Regions from separate parts of the Callithrix jacchus genome. Here region 1 is linked to region 2. Evidence: chromatin contacts called from public Hi-C data. All regions are on one chromosome and are shown on one strand. Each heading gives the region's core, a stretch centred on a gene start, on an enhancer-like site or on the middle of the called end of the contact. The rest is flanking DNA. Distances are from core to core; before and after follow the strand shown.

What was found. A called contact is a pair of places that touch in the nucleus more often than the background predicts.
Region 1: a Hi-C map of skeletal muscle shows a contact between it and region 2, with 5 times the contacts expected there. The contact joins the promoter of JDP2 here to the enhancer-like site in region 2. A contact is called at or near these places in 2 of 3 Hi-C or Micro-C datasets (both in skeletal muscle).

What each region holds. Positions count from the first base shown.
Region 1 is chr8:110,341,984-110,345,918 of calJac240_pri, reverse strand. It overlaps JDP2 (Jun dimerization protein 2), which reads right to left and starts at 1,464. Exons shown (of 4, transcript XM_017977231.5): 1 at 1,323-1,464.
Region 2 is chr8:110,228,339-110,232,460 of calJac240_pri, reverse strand. No RefSeq gene overlaps it. Among named protein-coding and RNA genes, the nearest start is that of FOS, 35 kb to the right of the region's middle. Within about 2 kb of position 1,595, at least 5 of the 16 cell types and tissues checked have an H3K27ac peak or open chromatin away from gene starts, as enhancers often do. A contact at or near this core is called in skeletal muscle, where this site is marked.

The sequences.
Region 1 (3,935 bases), core at 215-2,714, 110 kb before region 2:
GTCCCAGGTGCCCGCGCCCCGCCCCGCCCCGCCCGGAGCCCCCAGCGCGCGCCCTCGCACCCACCGTGCAGAAGCTGCCGGCGGAGGCGGCGCCCCCGGGGCCGGGGCCCGGCTGCAGGCGCCGTGCCCGCTCCGCGCCGCTGCCGCCCGGCCGCGGAGCTCCGCCCGGTGCCCAGGCCCGTCCCGGCCCGGGAGCCGCCGCGGCGCCAGCCCTGCCGCCAGCGCCCCCCGTCGCGGCCGCCGAGCGTCCCTCCCGCAGGCTGTGGCGGGCGGCGGGACGGGTTGCATCAGCCCCGGCTATATAGCGGCCCCTGGGCGGCGGGGAGGGGTCGGGAATGCGGAACCGGCCGAGCTGCCAGCTCCAGACGTCAGAGGGGGACGGAGAGGAAGGGAAGGAGGGGACCGGGGGGGAGGGGGTGTGGAGCCGGCGCTTCACACCCACTGACCTTAACCTCCCCTGCCGCCTCGGGCGCCCTCCTCCCGCGGCCGCTCGCGCTCCTCTCCCCGCGGGGGCGGCCCGGGTTCCATCCAGTCCCCCGGCTCCGCCACCCCACGGTGCAGGAGCGCGCGAGAAAGCAGGACGCGGCGAGCGGTTATGTAAGCGCACCCCCAGCGCACCGCCGCCCGACTTGCGCCCGCCAGGCAGCAGCCGCAGCCCTGGGAGAGAGAAGCGACGCCGGGGCCGGGGGACAAGTCAGAAGCCCCTTCACGCACAGCCTTTGTGGACCCGGTTCCTCAGTGCCGGCGCTTCCCCTCAGAGACAGGGAGAATTTCGGCATAATTTCATCTTTGGACACTTCAGGACTGAGCGGGCGAGGAGGCGATCTCGTCAACCTGCTTTATGTTTCGGTGGAGAAGGATGGGCTGAGATGAAGGCATTTGGGGACCCCTACTCCTACCCACCGGCCCCCGCCAGCGCCCTTAGGCCCCCAGGCGGCTCGCTGCACCAGCCTGCCCTCGGCTAGGGCTGCAGCCTGAGACCGCGGCTTGCTCTGCGGCTGGCACAGTTAGACCCGTGGCACAGTTGGACCCTTCTGCCCTACTCCAGAGGGCTTCTCCTATGCCCTCTGGACACAGCAGTGAGCAGACTCAGCCCTCGATAGACCCCAGGTGACCTTCTTCCCCGTTACAACCTCCATAGCCAACCCCACTCCCACCTTCCATCCTCCTAGAGAGGAAATGGTGAAGGAGACTCCAGAGGAAAAGTGACATCCATGGTGCCTTCCAGTATACAAAGGCAGCGACACAGAGCCCTCAGGTAGAACAGGTTCCCTAGGCATCTCCTACCTCCAGAGCTCCTGGGTACCCATCGAGCCCCCTACCTTCTGCCTAAGCCGGATGGGATTGACGATTTTTATACTCAGCGACTTTCGGCCTCCTCAGAGTGATGTCAGATCATCACCCATAGAAGAAAGGAAGTGAAAGAAAAAGTTCATGCCTTCTTGGAGTGCAGATGCTCAGAGTGAAGGAAACAAGACTGGAGACAGATGGGTGCAAATGAGCAAACTCAAGCATGCATGTCTCTTCCGTGTGAGTGAGTGCCTGAGATCTTATTCTCCTTATTTCCCCAGTGCACTGAAATCTTTCTGGATAAAAGAACTGGGCTAATGGAATGAGAGAGACAGACCGAGTTCCAATGACATTGCCTGACCATTTTCACCTTCGCCACCAGCAATCTCCCTGGCAACACTGGTGTGGGCAGGTAAGAAGAAAGCAAGGCCCTGAGAGAATATTCATTGGAAAATGAGCAGTAATTTGATAGTCTGTGAAAGAACATCATTCTCCACCCCAGAAAGGCCAGTGACACCTTTACTACGGCATAAAGATCAAAGCCAGGGACTGTGAAACTGACTCATCATGTTTCTCCCACAAGACTTGCATCTGGACATTATACAGGACAAAACATGGAACAGAGGCAATACTACTTTATGTGTCTTCCGCTGGGGCTTTGGATAAACTAAACAGATCTCTGTGCAGAGACTAATAATTAGGATGTGTGGTTAGGCCCTCCCTAGGGCTTGTTTTGGACCGTGGCTGGGCCACCAGCAGTCAGTCCTACTGGGCCTTTGCTTCCCCCTTGAATTAAATATGTTACTGGGGTGGCACCAAGGGTGACTTGGGAGGTCTTTAGTCCCCTCTACCTCCCTGTAATATTCAGTAGGTTTCTCTGTTATTTGATACGGACGTTTTTCAATTTCATACAGGATGCTCTAAGACCACAGACTCAAGGCCTCCCTTCCAGCCACATACTCCCTACTAAGCCCGTGTAGTTAATCACTGCCTCTAGGAGTGGCTAGAGGGAGAAGCCATAAACTGGGTCCTTTATGCAGACATTGGGTGCTGCATGGAGCTGATCTACCCCTGACTCTTAGGGACAGACAAGTGACTCAGCCTAAGGCAGTTTGAATTTAAGTTTCCTATCATAACTAGAAAAGCCCTGATGAACTCACCCAGCCCTGGCCAATGGGCTGATGGAGAGATCGTCAGGTCTCCCAGGTGAATCTCATGAGACTAGGAATGCTGTGCATCTGCTGGAAAGAGAAGCTGCCAAAGCTGGACCTGAACCTGCCAGAAGCCACCACATGAAAGGGATCTACAGAGAGTGAAGCTAATGGGAACAAGAGTAGAGCCAAGCCATGGGGAGAAAGACAGATCAAGTTCCAATGACATTGCCTGAGTTCCTGAATTCAGTCATGCCTGACATCATCCGGACCTCTGCAGGCTTTAGCTATAGGAATTAGTAAACTATGTCTTACCCAAGGCAGTTTGAATTTGGGTTTCCTGTTACTTGCAATTAGAAAAGTCCTAATTAATACATCGGGTTGTGCATCTCTAACTTATTTGGACTATTTCATTTTAAAGTTTAATGGACATTGATGAAGCCCATGCTCTTTGCAAAGAGGGGAAAAGTGAAATGGTGAAGGAAAATAATGAATTCCCACACCTGTTCCTCCAAAATCAAAGGAGAAAGTGATAGTTCTGGGTAATCAGCCAATCAACGATCTTTATCCCAGTATTTACTGAAAATCTTGTGCACCTTCAAAGTAAACAAAGTTTAAGACATGATCTCACCTGTTCCTACTTCCCATCTAATTAGGAAAAATAGTTTACAAACTAATGAATAGCAAGACCAAGAGTATCTAAGAGCTAGTGATGTCACACAGGCTAGAAGCACTGTCAGAGTTCACACGGGATTGCTCCTCCATCCTCTACTCAAATTGTGTAGATAGATCAACATTGCAAATGAGTAGCTGGCAGGCTGAAAATCCGGCTTTTCTGGCTTCCACTTTAAATTCATTTTTTAAAAAAAGACAGGCATAGTGGTGCTCACCTGTAGTCCCAGCTACTCAGGAGACTGAAGCAGAAGGATCATTTGAGCCCAGGAGTTCAAGTCTAGCTCAGGCAACATAGCAAGACCCCCATCTCAAAAAACAATTGTAGAAAAAAATCTTTTTTTAATATATCAAAGATTTCATAAAAAAAAATCTAGATTTCAAACTTTCTTTTAAAAATATCAGTCAGGCAACATTGGGCATATGTAATAGTCAGGATAAGCTAGGTTTTGCTGTGGTAACAAATATCCCCCCAAACTCATTGGCTTTACAAAAGAAAGGCTGCTTCTCACCCATACAAGACAACTGTGAATTGAGGTGATTCTCCAGGGCAGCTGTCTTATAGGTGATGCCTCAGTACTGATATCCTCATATCAACAAGTGCCTTCATGGTTACCGTGGCAGAGAAAAAGAAGTAGAGAGGCCAAGTACTAGCAGTGAAATCCTTCCTCCTGGAGTGACATACATCACTTTATGTTTCACTGGCCAAGGCAGGTCCCATGGCCATTCTTAATTTCAAAGATGCAAGGAAGCTCAGTCCTCCCATGGACCATGGAGGAGAAAGGAACCAGAAAACCTTACACAATCTCTGCCACCACATGC
Region 2 (4,122 bases), core at 346-2,845:
CCCAACATTCTCTCCAATTCTCCTACAGTATTAGGGTATTTTCCAATTCCTCGAAATGCCAGATATAAATAGCTTTTTCCTTAGTTTCCTCCAAAACTCTCCCTTTTGTCTTTCCTTTTGCCCCTTGGCACTTTGATACCTGAACAATGAATTTTGAAATAATACTTTAATCACATTCTATATTCTTGGCTAGGTACAGTGGCTCATGCCTGTAATCCCAACACTTTGGGACATCCCATCTTGAATTTTTTTTAAAAATACATTTTTATGGTGCATTTCTGTTCACTAAATGCATTCATATCCATTCTTCACATTTGTCTGTAAGTCTAAGTTCCACTTGGCCGGGCACAGTGGCTCACGCCTGTAATCCCAGCACTTTAGGAGGCCAAGGTGGGCGATCACCTGAGCTCAGGAGTTCGAGACCACCCTGGGCAACATGGTGAAACTGTCTCTATACAAAAAATTAGCCAGGTGTGATGGCGCTTACCTGTAGTCCCTGCTACTCAGGAGGCTGAGGCACAGAATCACTTGAGCCCAGGAGGCAGAGTTGCAGTCAGCTGAGGTTGCAGTCAGCTGAGATTGCGTCACTGCACTCCAGCCGGGGTTACAGATTGAGACCCTGTCTCAAAACAAAAACAAGAAAGTATAAGTTCTACTGGATGGACCTCACAGCTGCGGTTCAAAGAGGTAAACCCAGGTGCCCTGGGTGTCTGCCTTCAAGCAAACACCACTATCTCCTGGTGCAACAAGAAGGCAGTGTTTACTGACAGACATGATTATTTTTATTGTGGTAAAATATACATAACAAAGCTTACTGTTTGAACCTTTTCAAGTGTATAGTTCAGTGGAATTAAGTACCTTCGCATTGTGGTGCAACTGTCATCACCATCCGTCTCCAGAACTTTTCATCTTCCCAAACTGAAACTTCAGACTCATTAAATACTCACTCCCCACCTTGCCCTCCCCTTGGCCCTGGCAAACACCACGCTGCTTCCTGTCTGCTTGCATTTGTCTACTCGAGGAGGCTCATATGAGTAGAATCAGGAACTATTTTTCCTTCTGCATGACACTTTGGCAGCAGGCTTTCTGGAGGAAGGTGCCAAGATTCTTTCTTCCACTGCATTTGTTTCGGCTAATGCTGCTCCCTGGCCAGAAAGGGTGTCAGTATCCTAAAGGCTCCCACATTCATGGACCTGAGCACCATCCAGGCACAGAGTCGGGCTCTGATATGATGAGCCCTGCAAAGCAGACACTTTCTAACATGTGACACTGAATGTTGTTTGTTCTTCTTGTCTTCTAGGTAATTACTTGAATTGTTATCATCAGAGTAAAAAAATAAAGTAAGAAAACAAAAACTCCCGGAGAAGAATATAAGGTATTTCCATGTTCCACCTCTGAGGTTTCTGAAGCCCTCTCTTTCCTCCATTGGCGTGGTGGGGGGGCAGTTTTTTGTTTTAAAACACTGTGATCCACTTCATCTTTTTCCCAGAAAGCCAACACAGCTGCAAATCTGTTCTGCCCAGAAAGGCTTCTAGCCTTTCCAGAGGGCTCTTTGCCTGTTCAATGGCCACTTCCGTCCCTCTCAGGCCGGCTTCTCCCAGCCCACTGGCCCCTGGGCTGCCTGCCCAGCTCCTGAGAAAAGGCGCTGCTCCCTGGAAGTGGACGAGCCTTCTCTGTGGGTTTCTGTAACTTGGAGAAGCACAGGCTCCCCTGGGGCACCCCTGCTCCTCCTCCCCTTCTTGGGCTTCCCCCCAGAAAGCTGGCTCTGCTGCCTGCTGGTAAACGGACTGGCTGTCACCCTGGCAACAGCCTGGCCTGCAGCCGGATGACGCCAGGCCTGACTCCCCTTCCCAACCTCACCCAAGTCTGTTTGCGCTCCAGTTGCTTTTGTTAGGCTTTGTTTTCCTTGTCAGTTTGAAGCAATTCCCTTGCTGATTGGCTGCAGGGGCTGAGATGTGAATCCCTGGGAAGCCAAGAATCCTGCTCTCTGCCTGAGCGGGATTTCCTGGCACGTTCGGGTATTTCCCCATCACAGTAACAAGGTCTAGAGGATCCCTGTTTGATGAACACATACTTTCCCTTCAGGCAAGGCAGAGCCAATAGAAAGACTGGGCATCAGGGCCAGGCGCGGTGGCTCACACCTGTAATCCCAGTACTTTGGGAGGCCAAGGTGGGCGGATCAACTGAGGTCAGGAGTTTGAGACCAGCCTGGCCAACATGATGAAATCATGTCTCTACTAAAAATACAAAAAATTAGCTGGGTGTGGTGGCAGGCACCTGTAGTCCCAGCTACTTGGGAGGCTGAGGAGAAGAATCACTTGAACCCAGGAGGCAGAAGTTGCAGTGAGCCAAAATTGAGCAACTGCACTCCAGCCTGGGCAACCAGAGTGAAGCTCTGTCTCAAAAAACAAAGAAAGAAAGACTGAGCATCAGATAATCTGCTAAATGCCCCAATCTGCACATTCAACTTCCATCAAGAACCCTATCACTAAGCCGGGCACGGTGGCTCAAGCCTGTAATCCCAGCACTTTGGGAGGCCGAGGAGGGTGGATCACAAGGTCAAGAGATCAAGACCATCCTGGTCAACATGGTGAAACCCGTCTCTACTAAAAATATAAAAAATCAGCTGGGCACGGTGGCGCGTGCCTGTAATCCCAGCTACTCAGGAGGCTGAGGCAGGAGAATTGCCTGAACCCAGGAGGCAGAGGTTGCGGTGAGCCGAGATCGCACCATTGCACTCCAGCCTGGGTAACAAGAGCGAAACTCCGTCTCAAAAAAAAAAAAAGAACCCTATCACTAAACTAAGTTGGCTTCCAGAATGCCGCACTTGCGACTAAAGGCCAGCCTGTTACTTGGTAAAACGCAAGAAGCATACAACATGACAGAGGTAGCCCAGCTGTGTAGAAACATCAAAAATAAATAAATTCAGGAAGAAAAACAAACAAGTATGTGGACGCTAAGGAACAGCTTAGGTGAATGTGGTGATAGACATCCAAGAGAATTTTCACCTCAAATGTTGGGGAGGTTTTGCTGCTTTTATCTGGATAACTTAGAAGCAAGAATCCAGAATATTGTTTATGACAAATTTGAAAACATGGCTTCTACCCTTTTGCTATTTCATCAGGTTTTTGTCTCCCAAATAATCAGTTTTAATAACTCGAGTGGTCCCGGATACTCCTGAATTTACCCTCAGAAGTATCAGGGGCCAAGCAAGTGATTGCTCTGCTTTGAATTTTTGTTCTGTTTTGTTTTGGTTTTAGACTGACTCTCACTCTGTCGCCCAGGCTGGAGTGCAGTGGCATGATCTCGGCTCACTGCAGCCTCTGCCTTCTGCCTCAGCCTCCCCAGTAGCCGGGATTACAGGCGCCCGACACCATGCCCAGCTAATTTTTGTTTTTGTTTTTTTTTTTGTTTGTTTTTTGAGATGGAGTTTTGCTCTTGTTGCCCAGGCTGCAATGCAATGGTGGGATCTCGGCTCACCGCAACCTCCACCTCCCAGGTTCAAGCGATTCTTCTGCCTCAGCCTCCTGAGTAGCTGGGATTACAGGTGCACGCCACCACACCCAGTTAATTTTTTGTATTTTTAGTAGAGACGGGGTTTCATCGTGTTGGCCACACTGGTCTCGAACTCCTGACCCCAGGTGATCCAACTGCCTCAACCTCCCAAAGTGCAAGGATTACAAGCATGAACCACTTCATCCAGCAATTTTTGTATTTTTAGTAGAGATGTTGGCCAGGCTGGTCTCAAACTCCTGGCCTCAAGAGATCTAGCCACCTCTGCCTCCCAAAGTGTTAGGATTACAGGCATGAGCCACCCCACCCCGAGCCATCTGCTTTGAGATATAAAAAAGATGTTTTTTGTGCATCAACCTTTGAAGCTGTGTAACAGCAGCCTTAGCACCTCATCTGTAAAATGAGGATAAATAACACCAACAGCCAGGTTATAAAGGGCTTAGCTCAATTTGCGTACATACTGAACTATTATCATCATCAACTCCCACCTAGGCCTTTTTTCTGATGATCCCCACACTTTTCATAAGAACTGTATCATAGGCCAGGCACAGTGGCTCATGCCTGTAACCCCAGCACTTTGGAAGGCCAAGGTGGGGGGAAATCACCTGA